2 separate regions of the Gasterosteus aculeatus genome follow, and region 1 is linked to region 2. Evidence: chromatin contacts called from public Hi-C data. All regions are on one chromosome and are shown on one strand. The core of a region is the stretch at or near the end of the contact, and the rest is flanking DNA. Distances in the headings are between cores, read along the strand shown.

Region 1 (7,449 bases), core at 903-3,402, 320 kb after region 2:
ATAGCTGCAGACAGGTGGGAAACCCTACAATAATATTACATGGGAGTTAAGGCAGCGTGATCGTGTGTGTGTGTGTGTGTGTGTGTGTGTGTGGGTGGGTGTGTGTGTGTGTGTGTGTGTGTGTGCATACATGTACATGTTCTCGGTACATGTTTCTGAGTGTCTGAGTGAATCCCTGCCTACATGTGTGACTATATGTAAAAGGATGCTAGTCGCGCCACACTACCGCAGACACTAACACACTTTATTTGTCACTAATTATTTGTCAACACCACAATTCCGACATCATATGACTAATTTGGGCATCGTCTTTGAGAATGGAATCTTGAAATACTTTGTACTGGAGATCATCTTCTAAGGGGATCACACCAGCTGAGTCGACCAATCGGACCAGGGGCCAAAAATGTGAGATGGGGGGGGGGGGGGTGCGTGTCATATGGTCGGATTCTGGTTCTATTTGCTTGTTGACACTAAGATGCATCTAAATTGTATCATGTTTAGTGGCGTTATTCCCCTCCGTAATTTGAGCAATCTGAGGATAATGTTCTGCATGTTCAGGCCACGTCCTCTCAATGCAGCTCCCGCATACCCACTAACAAAATCACCTCAGCGCTCCATGAATTAGATACGTAACGTTTGAAATGTGTGAGGTTTGTATGTTTGGTGGGTTTTTACAGCTCTACAAAAGGTTCAGAGAACTGAAATATTCTTGTTTGTCTGTATTTCAAAGGAACGTTTTGGTCGAAGACTTTCCCACAGCGCTTTAAACAGAATTCCAGGGAAAACACTGAATCTGTCTTTTTTATGCATTCATCAAATTCACGGATATTCAATATCGGGACATTATAACCGTAACAGCTTTCAAAGCCGCTCCGGGTGGAACCGTAACGTATGCATGCGTTTCATCCGTGCGCCCCGCTGCTGAAGAACCTCCGCCATGTGCATCTTCTCATCTTACCCTTTCATTACACTGAAAAGGGGGACGTCACATGCGGGAACAGAACATACTTCTATCGGTTCAACGCGACTCACATCGACACCGAGGTGAAAAGTTTTCCTTTTTGCTTTTAAGAAATGTGTGCATTGCAGAGCCGTCCCTTGATGGGGTTGTTTTTTACGGGCAAATAAAAGATAAAACCAAGAAGGTCATCTCCATCTCGGCTGACATTCCAAGTCAGAGGATGGTATTGACTGCAGCCCGCTAATTGAAGACACATTTGAGGCACGTTCAACGGGCCTTCAATGATCCGGCAATGCGTGGTGCAAGAGGGACCTCCAGTGGCCGGCTTGTTCCTGCAGAGATACCTGAGACATCCGGGCCTGCAGAGGACGCAGAGCGCAGTCCGATGACGGAGTGGAAGACAAACACGGACGTAGACCTCTGAGCTTTGGTGTGGAGTTAAAAGTACGTCAGGATGGTTTGAGTTGACGGCACCTGGACTGTGAATGTGTTGCGGCATTAAGCATTAATACTGAGCTTCAGTATGCTCATAACATGAATTTAAAATGTCAAGAAGGCTATGCTATTGAGTTTACGTTTACTGAAATAGTCAATTTGAGTCCCCCTATGAGTTAGTGTTTATGTCCAGGGCTTTTATTACAGCAAGATTGGATCTGGAGAGTTGTAGCAATATTCAGTTTAATAAAACATATACGCGGTTTGGGACGTACTACTTCGTCATAACGTGGCTTCTGAACTTTGACCCTCTGGCTCATAGCGCACAGCATTGTGGGTCAGAATGGGGGATTCCATACTGCAGCGTGGAACCGGACATCCTGGCATTTGGGCATTCTGCATTCGACACGCTATCATCAGGACACCCTGCCTTCCTGTGGCATAATAAATGGCGGGTATTGGAATGTGCAGCTGGTCTCAGATTGGGCCCAACATGGCCGCCCTCGTCGCGTGGCAAGTCTTTTCCATTTGCTCTCAATTTGCTCTGCTGCTCAACTCGGATTCCTTCTTCTCGCCCATGACATGTGTAGAAGCGGGAGGCCGGGACTGAGCTCGCCTGAGCCTTTTAATGCCGGGCTCCACCAGAGCTTTCATCGGGAGGGGGGGGGGGCGTCACGTGCCGAGGAAGAGCGTCACGATATGAGGAGGGCTGACGATAATTCTTCCCCACACAACGTGACGTAAGCCCGCCAGGAGCCGGGCTGCTGCGGCTCAGCTGAGGTCCTAGTGGCCAAAAAACAGGCAAAGGAAGACATCTCGTCTAACCTACTGTTAATCTGACAGCAAAAAAAAAAAACCTTTGACTTTCGTCCCAGGATCCTTCACTTGCATCTCCACAGTTGGTTTAAGCTGCCAAAAAGAATAGATGGATGTCTGAAGAAACAACTGATTTAAAGAAAAGAGAAGAAAGAGCAAAGACATAAAAAAGAATCTTGGCCTGGCACACAAGAGGCATTTCAGGTCTGGGAGAAAATCGATTGCAGATGTCGCTGCCAGGACCCGAGGAAGAAATGTTTACAACCTGCACACCAAATTGGTGCCAGCAGCTCGGCCTGATACCTCGCCGGTTAGAAACCAACAGTTAGAAAGAGACAAAGTCTGAGCCAATGATGTGGCTCTTTTCAACCTCTTTATTGTTATAATAATTATTATTATGTGTCCGTGAGCCGTGCTCATGTTTGTAAAGTACACATGGAGGACGCATCCAAGGATCTGAGGGTGCAGGAAGGGACATGAGCAACAAAAGCCCCCGGACTAGGCCTCTCATGGCTTCCATCCATTCAAAAAGCAACAACTCTGGTCTGGCTTTGCCTAAGAGCAGCATAATCCACCTTGTAGCTCTTCTCAAAACTCACTACTTAACATTTTTTGTTTCAAACGAAATGTAAAAAAGGACTAGTTGTGGTTTTGTGGTGGAGATTAAACATGTTGATTATTAGTTTTGGGTTTTGCCTTCAGAATGCTGGTTTCCCAGCCTTCGTGCTTTCCATAATTACAGTATAAACAGTCAAAGTGAAAACAGGACTTATAATATCGATTCCAGCAAATTCCAGTAAAAAAAATCAAAGAAATTTGCAGGCTAATGACATTCAATATTCTCAACAGTATTATTTATGTTTGTGTTTTTAACAAACACCATTTCCCATCATTTATAGACCTTTGGACGTCACGGGAGGGCAGAGTAGAGCAAATGCTGCAATACTACAAGCAGAGATTAGAGTTGTTGTAAACTGTAATTGTGTAGTTGTAGCTTATATTTATAGTTAGTCTCTGAGTTTAAAGGGAACCTGCCTTCATCTACCTCGTCTCTTCACGTGGTGACATCATAAAAAAATACAATCCAATAGCCGAAAAACAAATTCAAGCTGCAGCTTCCGGCTCCGTCCGCCTGGAAATCTCTCCTCCAGAGCAATTTATCAAAATTTAGACCACAGGCAGTATTGACAATGTAATAAGAATGAGGAACTGCCACCATAATATCAGTCAAAATGCTCTGCCAGTGTAAACACTCCATCGAGTGGAAAGAGTTAGTCCTCGACGTAAAGCACATCTGTCTTCCAGATCATTGATATTAGGCTTCATACGACGGGGAAGGGAGGCTTTTTCCTCTGGAACGGCCTCGCCGCTGTGCTTCACCTGTGCTCTCGATGGTCCGGACGCCGCCGCCGCCACACACACACACACACAGTCGGCCCTCGTTCGCCCCCCACGGGCTGTAAAACAAGCTGCGGCCACATGCCAACCAGGGGTCAATGGTGGGTCAACATCTTGCCAATGTCAAGCGAGGAAACGGCTACGCACATGTTTGCATTACTTCAGTTGGAAGGACCTACATCGCCTTCCATTTATTCCCCAAACCTCAGAGCGATTTCCTTCCAGCCCTGCGTGCTTAACCACAACTTTTACCTTAAATAAAGTCCAAAACCCATAAACGCTGCTTCAAGAAGTGACAACCGGCCAACTTGACCTCGCCGGGGGAACAAAATCTCCCACCGGCTCTCGCTTGGATGGAGGAACAAGTCCACTCAGATGGTGCTGCAACTGTCATCAATCATTTTCTGTCTGCTGACAGCCCGTTGAATGTGTACGAAAGGGAAGGCGTCGAGCCAGGGAGCAGAGAGCGGCTGAGGATGTGGTGGTGGAGGAGGTCTCCCGCGTAGGGAAGCGCTGCAAGCCGTTCGGCTCCGCAGAGATCAGCTGAATTTCTGCCCATCAGGCTGTTGAGGAATAATTCCGCGCGGCAACACAAAGTGGCGCCGGGAAAAAAAACCTGGCAGACCTGCGGCGCGTCGTCTTTTACAAATATGCCTTTTACACCCAGCTACTTGTTGACGACATCCCCGTTTTGCATGGTGTGCGAAGGCCGGTCGCCGCCTCGTCCGCCGCCTCCCATAAACACACTGGAGACTACAACGAGACGAGGAGACGAGAGTAGAAAGTGGAGGACAAAAACAACAACACGCATGCTGTTGATTCCAACTGCGGCATGTGGTCACTTTGAAAAATGAAACAGACACATGGCGCGCTGTTTTTTCCTGCCCGGCTGCGTCGATTCTTCCAGCAGATGCTCCACCGGGGGCCACAAAGACCACCGACGTGGCGACGGCCACGGTACGATGTTGGCTGAATGGACTGACGCCTTTCCGTCTTGTTGCGTTGTTGGTTTAATCAACTTTCGGGATTCATGTCACCTGGTCTGTCGGGCCAAACCTGAGCGCCCTCACCCGCGCGTTGGAGAGTTTTCCAGTTGTATTGTTGATCGAGTTTGTTTACGCGGGAGGATTCCTCCACGCGTGATGTCAGCGTGTCTTCGGGGGGGAGAAAAGCTCCGTGTTTACGCGCGGCTTCGTGCTCGTGTCACGCAGCGCGGGCTCCTCTCGAACCCCCCCCCCCCCCGACACCTCGCCCTGCCGTGTGTTTACTCACGCCACCGTTAAACATTTACATGCGCATCCAAACAGTGTCAAGAGAGAAAGACACCAACTCCCCCTCCCTCCCCCCAAAGAAACCCACATGCATCATCCCGCTCTGTTTCGCATTAGCACGCGAGCCCCGCTAATCAATCCGATGAAACCAAACAGCGGTACACACAGAGGACGCGGCGGTAAACAACCCTTAACTCCGCCGGGTGGAGGTCCGATCTCCACGTGGAGAGAGAACGAGACGTGACTCCGCGTTTCACAAACATTTTGCCTGTCGGTTTTAAGCTCCGAAAAACCGCAAACAGCTACGCGCCGAACATCCCGCCGTTTGTTTTTGCGAGAGCAGACAGATGAATGTATGAATTTCCCCGAGTGAACTCGGGCTCTCGTAAATGTTTAATGAACGCTTTCTATTCACAATAATTGAACTTTTTCCAGACTCCATGTGGTGTTATTTATGATCCACACCAGCTGCGTACAGTACATACTTGTACCACATAATCTGTGTTTGCACAAGCAAGTGCACAGACAAAAGTCTCCACTTTAACAAGTCCCACTTTGTTTAACAGCTACATCCTGGTGTTAAATATCTGTTATGTGCTTTGCCTGGCCAGGGACGACGGGCTGGACATAAACGTGCTATTCTTTCTCCACCCCTAATTGTAACGGCCATAACGTCTGAGTCTCGCGGCGCGGCGCTATTTATTGTGTGCAAACGCGACCTGTTTCCAGCCGCCACACGTTGTTAATCCCGGGCTACACCTCCGCCGCCGAGGTCGGGCTCCGTGTAGCGCTCGGCCTGGAGGCGGCCGCCGGCCGTCCCTCGTGGTCAAGCTGAGGGCCGAGGAGTGTTGCGGGGCCTCCGAGCTACACGTCTGGTGGCGCGACCACCCCTCCCCCCCCTACCCCCCAACTCCCTCACCCCACCCCACCGGGGGTCCAGAACTCTGACCTGAAGCCGCCCTGTGCCAAGAAGTTATTTTTCAATTTTTAAGTTGATGCGGGTGCGACTTTTTTAGTATTAGAAAATACTTTTTCGTGTTCTGTCCTCAACTTCAGCTCCTCCGAAAGATTTCCCCCAGCTTGCCTTTGCTGTTGTTGATATCTTTACCTTATTGTTGAGACTTTTGGACATTTATGACCCGTCACATCATTTCTCAATCCTCACATTTCCACAGAGCTTTCTGTTTAAGGGGCGTGAGTGCCGACTGGCATCGAGTCGTTCTGTTTCATGCAAAGTCAGCTTTCCCGTAAGCACAGCGCGACCTCAATATGCAGGAGCAACGTTCACCACAACTATCACACTGGGAGGGGTGGTAATGGAACGACGGGTCGGTGACTGAGATGCTGAAACAAACCCACAAAGTGAGTGGAAAGTATGTTTTTGTACGTTGTTTTTTTTTGTATTAAAAAATGGCATCGGTTCTCACTAAAACGGTGTGTCATCCAATGCTTGTACCTTCAACAAAGGTTCAAGACTTCTCAATTTGCCCCCTGCTTCCTACTTCACTTCCTACAAGCTCTGAGGCTACTCAAACTTTTAATTGAGGCTAGGAGAAAGGTTGCCCTTTCCCTTCTGTGCTCACTTTAGTTAAGGAAAACAACAATTTTTTCCTGACTTTAACAAAGTGTGCTGAACTGCCCAAAAAACAACATGTTGGATTATTTGTTGAACTTTGGTGGATCAAGTCGACATCTCTGGCTGCTGCTGCTGCAACTCCGATTGTGCAGAAAATGACTTATTCCCTCAGTAAACACTGTAAACATGAGTTTATGGCCTTGATCTTATTCAATACAGCATGATGTTCATTTAGTATATTACGGTCCACTAAACCATAGCGCACGAATATGCTTTAGGGCGGAGCTTGTTGTGATTCCAATTATCGTAACTTGCACAAAGTGACCGTGTAATCCACGACGGCGATGCCGTCGGACTCGAGGCTTCGTCGCGTCAGTCCAGCAACCAAAGGGTTACTCGAAGCATGTGTGCGTCACATGTTTCCCATTTCGATGAAGACCATCGAGTCGACAGCACTGGCCCCTCCCGTACGTCTCCCTGTTCCGTGCTGATAAGTGAGGATCTCCCCTCGTTCGGAGCGGAGATGAACCAGATCCTCCGTGCGGAGGAAACCATCCGCCGGGCCTCGGTTTGCTCTGAACGGCACGTTTTGTTGTTTCCTGTTGCTCGCCAGCAGCTGCTTCCCCCGAGAGAGGATTCATTGGCAACACAACAGAAGAGAACATTCGCAGGTGCTTCACCGCTCTGGTTGGTGGTGTTGATTACACGGTCTGAGTAACGGACGATTACGGGAGAATGTGACATCATGTGATGTGCACGTGTCACAGTAAAAGGAAGACAGGGGGAAAAAGGCTCTGGGAACGAGTCGGTTAAGCTGTTCCATGTTTTCTTTTCTTTTCTTTTTTTTTTACGACAACGACTGGCGGGTATTTTACAAAGTTCACCGCGCACACAAACATTTAGCGGTAAAGTTGTGGTTTGCAGAAGGTGGGAAGAGAAGAGGAAGACGAGTCCAGGCTGCAGGCTGCAGGTCCTCAAGGAGGGTGTTGGTA
Region 2 (7,162 bases), core at 885-3,384:
CATCGGCACAAAAAGGAAAGAATGTGTAAAGAGCCCGGGGACACAAAGGCTCCTGGGTGATCAAAAGGAGAATTAAGGGTGACTTCTTCCGCTGAGCCGTTGTCTGTGTGTTTCATGAAGTATCGCTCTCGGCAGAGGGAGGGGGGGGGGTCGACGATTTCTTGAATTAAAGAGCCTCGATACGCTTTTCTCTCTCACCTTTTAATCCACCACCTCGCTCTCGCCCTCCCCGTTGCCACTTTTTTCACTTTTTTTTTCTTTCACCCTCCACAAATAGAACCCCCCCCCCCCCCCCCCCACCTAAAAAGTTGGCATGGTGCACATGCTTTGTTTCCAAATTCTGCTTCAAAAAGCTAAGGCGAGGACTGGGTGGGCTCGCTGCAGATGTGTTTGAATGGTTGGTACATGGGTGTGTTTGAGGGGGGGGGGGGGGTTAGAGCCAACAGGATAATGACCATGACAGCCGCCCAACATACTCACCCCCCCACCCCCCCCCCCCCTCCCCACCCCCGCTGTCCTTTTCAGTCCTTGTTTGAGGTTTGGCTTCGGCACCCGCTTTGAACCGTAACAATGATTCCCGACGGCCGCGGAGCTCCCAGCAGCCCCCCCCTCCTCCTTTGGGCCGCGGGACGCTTCGGGACGCTCCGGGACGCTTCGGGACGCACTAGGTCTCGCCCCTCTGACCGGCAGAAAATGACGATCTACTTGATTAGCCAGCCGCTACATGGAAAGACACACACGGGCCGCACACCTGCACTCAGGATCTTCAGGAAGTTCTCTTTGGTTCTGATTTATGGATTTATTAGAGCAAAGCAAAAGTTAAGCCTCTTCACGTGTGTCATTTTATTTTAGTGGTTTATTACAAAATGAAATTCTGTGAGCTTATAGCATCATTTGTTTGCGTATCTGGCTTTTAGCCCCGTCTTAGCATCGACCTGTTAGCGTCGACCTTTTAGCATTACTGAATATCAGAACACCATGTTTGGTTGGTAGAAGGGGATTGTAAGAAAATACAGCTGATGGATTTCAGCATTTAACCTGATTGATTATTTGCAAATACTATAATTGCAGACTATTGTTTTAATTGGATTGTGATAATTAGCTTGCAGTTTGAATATTGTTTTAGTGCTATGGTTCAGGATATGAAAAACCTCAAACCTGATAAACTAAGCTGCATCTTTTAGTTACTCCGGAGAAATGATCTGTCAGAGCAAAGGGTGGAAGTATCAGAGTTGGAGCGTATTCTACTGATCTACTACTGATTTGAATCAAAACTTGATTTCCAAAATGTCAAAATCAATTACCGTCACCAATGAAACGCCTCCTCACATTTACCCTCAACCATTCAGAGGCCGCAACGTCCAAACGGTGGCTCAGTGGCTTCCATGTAGTATGTGATGTCTCCCAAAGAAAGAGTTAGTGGTGAACATACCTGTGCAAAGAGAGGTGGAATCAAACAAACTCAGCGCTCCCACACATGGGAATGTCTGCACAACTTGATTCTGCTTTGGCAAAGTCTTCTTTAAAATGTGCTCACAAAAGCCATATGTTGAGCGCTGGAAGGGTGACAGGGATACGCGGGCGAGAGCACAGTGATCTCATTTCCCAGATGCTCCTCTTCTAATGGCCAGAAACGCTAGCAGGAAGCTGCCAAAACCATTTTTCAAAACGGCTTCAACGTGTTCGTCGGTGACAACTGAGAGAACGTCTGCGCTACAAAGAGGTGCGAGCGTGCAGCCGCCTCACAGGGCTGGATTTTAATCACACGTTTATGGCGTTTATCGCCCCCCTCTATCGCTTCGGTTACCGAGTAGCTTATTTTACATAAGAAACCAGTGCAAGTATTAAGCTTATAACGAGCAATACAGCATCGTCTAAAGATGAACAACAAAGTAGAAGTGTTTGTTTTTTGGCCACTTGGGGGCAGCAGAAGAAGCTTTGAACATCACGAGCGTCACAAGGGGCCTTTTTAAACATCCAGCAGATCACATTCAACATTGCATCTAATCAGATTTTTTGGGGATTAAAAGTCAATTATAAGAGGCCACAAGGGAAAAACGACACACGAACAAAGCACACAACTACTCAACTGCACAACAGCAGCTCGGCCGGCTGCTCGCACACACTCCATCGCGGTGACTCAGAGCGTAATTATTTGCGAGCAGAGAGGGAGGAAATACTTTGCGTCGCTGCTTCTAGTCATGTAACAAATTGGCGTAATTGCCATTGTGGTGGAATAGAAATTGTGGTTAGGCAAACAACTTCTTATTTTTCCTGCGCCAGTGCCATGTTTTTTTTATGCTGCTTTTCAAACAAGCACTTGTCTTGTGTGGTGAGTTGCCTTTTGCAGAAAAATGGAATACAAATTGTCACACGTGGCAAACCGCCAGACATGTCTCACCATGAACTAAACTAAATGCGTGACGCAGTGTTTCACCGGCCAGCTAAAATGAGGCCTCGATGCTCAAAATGGAAATGGTAACGTTCACAAACCCTAACCTGAACAAGGAAAAAACACAGGTTCGTACACGGGTTACCGGGTTCGAGAGAGGGGGGTTGACGGTGACCCCACGTGAGAGCCGAGATTCACGGCGAAGAGGAACGAACAAAGCAGAGGGTTGAAAAGTGAAGGCGGCGCTGCAGTGCAGCCGGAGCGGGGGTGCTGATGTGGCGGCGGCGGCGGGGGGTTAGCGGCGGACTGCTGGGGATCGACACTGGATTAGAGCTGTCACCATCGATCAGAGGCGGCCGGAGGACACGCGCACACCTTCTGTTCAGGAGAAGCTGTGCGCGGACTGCAGGTGGAGGAGCTCCAGCGCGCTCAAGCCGAATACAGGGAACGTGTTTATTCTCTTTCTTGCAGCTGGATGAGGAGATTGAAAGCGCTCTCGTGTCATGGCGGCTCATTAGCTTAGCACAAAATACTACAAGAAAATAGGTAGCTTAGTTTGATGTTCTCCCACCTTTTACGGCACTCTGAACCATGTTGGGAGTGAAGAAAAGTGAATTATTAACAAGTGACACAAAGAGTGGGGTGGTGTTTTTTTACTCATTGGCTACTTATGTGTGAAATTCAAAGGCCGATATCTAATAGTAGCCTAGACAAACCAGCAGGGACAGCTACTTAACACCTGAACGCACCACGACCTTCAACTTCCCTCTAAAGGAGTAAATCAACGTATTTTTATATTTCCTGCATGACTCAGGTTTAGTTTTGCCCGTGTTTTCCCGTTGAATCCCAGAGGGAAACCTCACTTCCTCCTGATCTAACCTCTCCTGCAGACTCCACAACCTCCTGCACTTTTTGGGATGTCTATTATATTACATTAGCAGCAGCTTTCTTTTCTTCACCCCCCGGCTCCTCACTTCCTGCCCTCAGGAGCACCACAGATAAGAGCCGACTCTCTCAAACAAACTTTTGTAGAAGTTTTCCCTCCTCCACGAGTAACAAAAGCGTCAGAAAACAAACAAACATGGCGGCGGTAGGGGACGGCGGGGACAGCGGGGACGGCGTGTGGAGCAGCGTTGTGACCCCGCAGGGATGTGAAGATCAAAAAAAAAACAGACTATTTGAGCTTATCTGAGAGAACTCCATGGAAGCAAACAAACCCCCCCACGTCCTTGAAAAGACCCGGGAGAAACGGCGTTTCCTGCGGAAAACAGCGTTTCCTTTTTGCTGGGAAAAGCCCACCGCGGCGTTCTCTTCTGCTGGGACGCCGCAGGGCGAGTTTACAATACGAGGAAAGAAGTCACAATGATGGAGGCACGGAGGAGGACGCTCTGTGTGGCCTCGCGTCCTGCAGGAGACGACAGGGGACGAGAGGCGCGTCCATTTGGAACGGAAGATGTCTCCCTGATAATTACTCCTATTAAAAGCTGTGGATCAAGCTTCTCCACCACGTGTTAGAGGGAAACATGGTACCTTCTGTTGTATCGAGTGGATCTCCACAGTCTCCATGGTAACCAACTCCATCCACCAATGAAGACCAGGGGAAGCTCTGAAAAAAGATAATAAGTTGATTTATGTGGATTCATTTAGTTTGTTTATAAAGTCAGTAACTTTTATGCAATAATATTCCTGTTTGAAACAGGTTATGTCTCCTTTATGATTCCTTATTATTTATGTGTACTCCTTTTTGTTCGTGTAGAACAGATTGCTTCATACATCAGTTCAATATACTAAATTTGGGTAAACTGATGGTATCAACTTAAGTTATTAAAACCCACCATTCTATAAATTAGACTAATTTCTCTCTTTGTAAAGTAACACTTTTCTTGTTCATAAAAACTAAATTGTCTAAAAAACCAAACGTGCAAAAGCCTCACAAGGAAAACCGACGTTGCCGTTTAAAAGCTCAAATGAACTTGAGAAAAATGTGTATCCATACAAGTCAGAAGTGTGGTGAACCCCTGCAGACCGCCCCCCCCCCCCCTCCTTCTCAGCTCGTAGTCTGACAGAATCCCCGTTGGGGGGCACTTCAGACCTCCCTCCTGTGTGAGCTGTTGGCTTTGTACCGGGTTCCTGCGTGAATACGAGTGAATGGCAGCACGCTTTTTTGCACGACGAGCTCACTTGCGTTTGTGCGACGCTTTCTGGGGAGAAAACGCGCTGCCTGCCGGTGCACGTGGACAAAAGTGACTCCATCTGTGTGTGTGTGTGTGCAGCTGGTTGTGTTTTGTGTCCGTATTTTATGTGTGTGTGTGTGTGTCCCATCTATTTACAGAAGGGGTATGTTTGGCCAATACTTCCTGACTTCCTTGCTCTTGGCAAACAGACCGACTGCCAGAGATGTGTATTGTTTCAGAAAGGCGGAGATTGTTGGTACTTGAAAGAGATTCGGGCCCGCTGGTGTTTGATTTACGCCGTGTGTCTGTTTGATATCGATCATGAACGATAACACAGCTGAAGGAAGGAAAACGCATCTCCTGTCGAAGCGCCGGGCTTTGATGTCCAGGGTTGAAAAGAGAACAATGCTCCGAGGTGCAGAGGCCTTTTCTGCGTTATTACATATCCCGTATTTCTCTCATGTGTCAGACAGAACGGTCCAACTGTGCCAAGAGGAGCTCAGCTTTTACTTAAGCTGATGATGCGTGTTCGCGTTTCGTTACACCACATGAGAAAACGTTCTTTCAATCTCTAAAAGCACAAATTGTTTTTCAAACGTGTTTTCTTTCCGAAATAGCCTCATGAACTAAAGACGTGCTTCCTGTAATTGTTGCCTGTGCAAACGCCGCCAAACAAAACGCGGCTGCTCAGGAACTCGTTCACTCAAACGAGCGCCGCTGGTTTCTACAGAGGTCAACTGTCCGACTGTGGGACTCGCCGGGACGTTTCTCTGCGTTTCCCTTCGGTGTCGCCCTACTGGCCTCTGCTGGAGCTCCGGGAGTTCGCATGTGGCGGCAGAGAGAGGTTCGCCTCAACGAATGAGTATTTAGGACTGTATCCTTTAAAAGAGTTGGTTTATCAGAGAGTATTGAAATACTCCCTCATTGAGGCCTCCTTCGTAGATGTTGGCATCTTCCGTGGCTCTCAAATGATTATAAATACATTGGAATCGTTAGATGAATTAGTCAGATGAGCAAAGTCGAATCACCTCCAGCACAATTAGCCCCCGTTTACAAATCAATCCAGGGAACAAACACGTGGACCTGAATTCCTGTTACATCCGCATCCGCAGCCCTTCACGTCTTATTGCCTTTCCTTTTTAAGCACGTTGTGTGCTCACGGTTCCGGCCGCTCGGTATTCATTCTGGATCCCTTTTAGTCGATGTGTCACGTTCTTTGTTACGTCAGCGACCGCCGGTCAAACAGAACTTGTGCGACAGGCGAGTGAGCTAATAAGAGATGTTTCGGGACAACGGAGGAAACGACAGATCAGGAAGACAAACGGTCGGGATCCTCTGACGCACGCGGGCTGTGGAGTAAATGAAATACATATTTATATTTCTAGTCAGTAAACTAGTTCCGCAACTAATATTTCCCATTACAGTTTGCACTGACAAAATGCACGACTGGTGAGGCCTGTTGATCTCTGCGTGAATAACCAACGTGTCGCGTCACAGAAGAGTCCGGTTCGACCAACAATCCGGCCTCCAAAAGCTTTTTAGCTGAGGAATGACTGCAGTAAGGAAAAGGAGGCAGGGACCCCGTCCCGCTGACCCCAAAGGGGGGGGGACTTTACTGCGTTCAGACGTACAAGAGGAGGTTCGGAGTCCTGAGACGAAGGAAAGGAAATGAAATGTTTTACATACTGCAGTGAAAATTTATGACGTGGAATTTGTGCAAAGGCTGTAGTTACTGGCTCGTTCGGGACGCTCACATGAATTTACTGCTGAGATGTAAATGTCCTTTTATGGCTTGGATTTTTAAACCCAATCACTTACGTGCTCTTTGCGGGATGATATCTGGCGCTGACGCCGAGCACACCGCACAGACGTGTTTAAGTTTACACGTCCTCCTTAAATGCTGCGCGTCACGTTGGACTGATGGATTTCTCCATCGAGTGTCCCGAAGCCCTCCAGCTCAAAACACACGGCGTAGCAGAACACTTCACGTGCACCGCGACGCCAAAACAATGTCAGGTGCTGTGATTGTGAGAGTTCAGCGTTCTCCAGCGCAGCGTCCAGCTCTCCTCTAGCCGTTATCACTCGCAGAGAAAAAACAACAAAAATCTGAGGAATTTCTCCAGGGGCTCTGGGTATTTGTGTGTGTGTGTGTGTGTGTGTGTGTTGTGCGTGTTGTGTGTGCCCCGTCAGCCCTTAACCCCACCTCATTGGGCCCTAACCTCCTCTTTCCTGTGAAAGGCTTCGACTCAGGGTTGTTGTACTTGAAAATTCCATAGGAATCTCTATTTTAACACATGAAGAACTCCCTTTTAACTGCTGAAGATAAGTTTAGGTGATTTAACGGGAAAGAGGAAACCTATTGGAAGATTTAAGCTCAATCGGATTCAAGAGCCGCTAACATCTTTTAGGTTTTACAGTTTCATGCTTTTGTGTCATTGAAAGGAAAAAGAACCACAACGTGTGCACCCTGCTCGCCTTTCACTTTACACGCTGCACCCACGTTCATCATCAAGAAGGAGAATGTGGTGAGAAGAATGTGAAGTCAAAGAGAGGTCCTGATGATGTTTTGGCTGCAGACCATCCAACCTACTGCACA

The links. Hi-C and Micro-C count contacts between places; a contact is called where the count stands out from the background.
Region 1: a Hi-C map of tail fin shows a contact between it and region 2, with 4 times the contacts expected there. The contact joins two enhancer-like sites. A contact is called at or near these places in 3 of 6 Hi-C or Micro-C datasets (skeletal muscle, tail fin and whole body).

The regions. Positions count from the first base shown.
Region 1 is chr4:3,848,364-3,855,812 of fGasAcu3.hap1.1, forward strand. LOC120817039 reads right to left here. Exons shown (of 9, transcript XM_078101952.1): 9 at 7,267-7,449. The coding sequence ends at 7,432. Among protein-coding and RNA genes, the nearest start is that of LOC120817039, 11 kb to the right of the region's middle. Within about 2 kb of position 2,153, at least 1 of the 9 cell types and tissues checked has open chromatin away from gene starts, as enhancers often do.
Region 2 is chr4:3,528,432-3,535,593 of fGasAcu3.hap1.1, forward strand. No RefSeq gene overlaps it. Among protein-coding and RNA genes, the nearest start is that of ankrd50, 60 kb to the right of the region's middle. Within about 2 kb of position 2,135, at least 1 of the 9 cell types and tissues checked has open chromatin away from gene starts, as enhancers often do.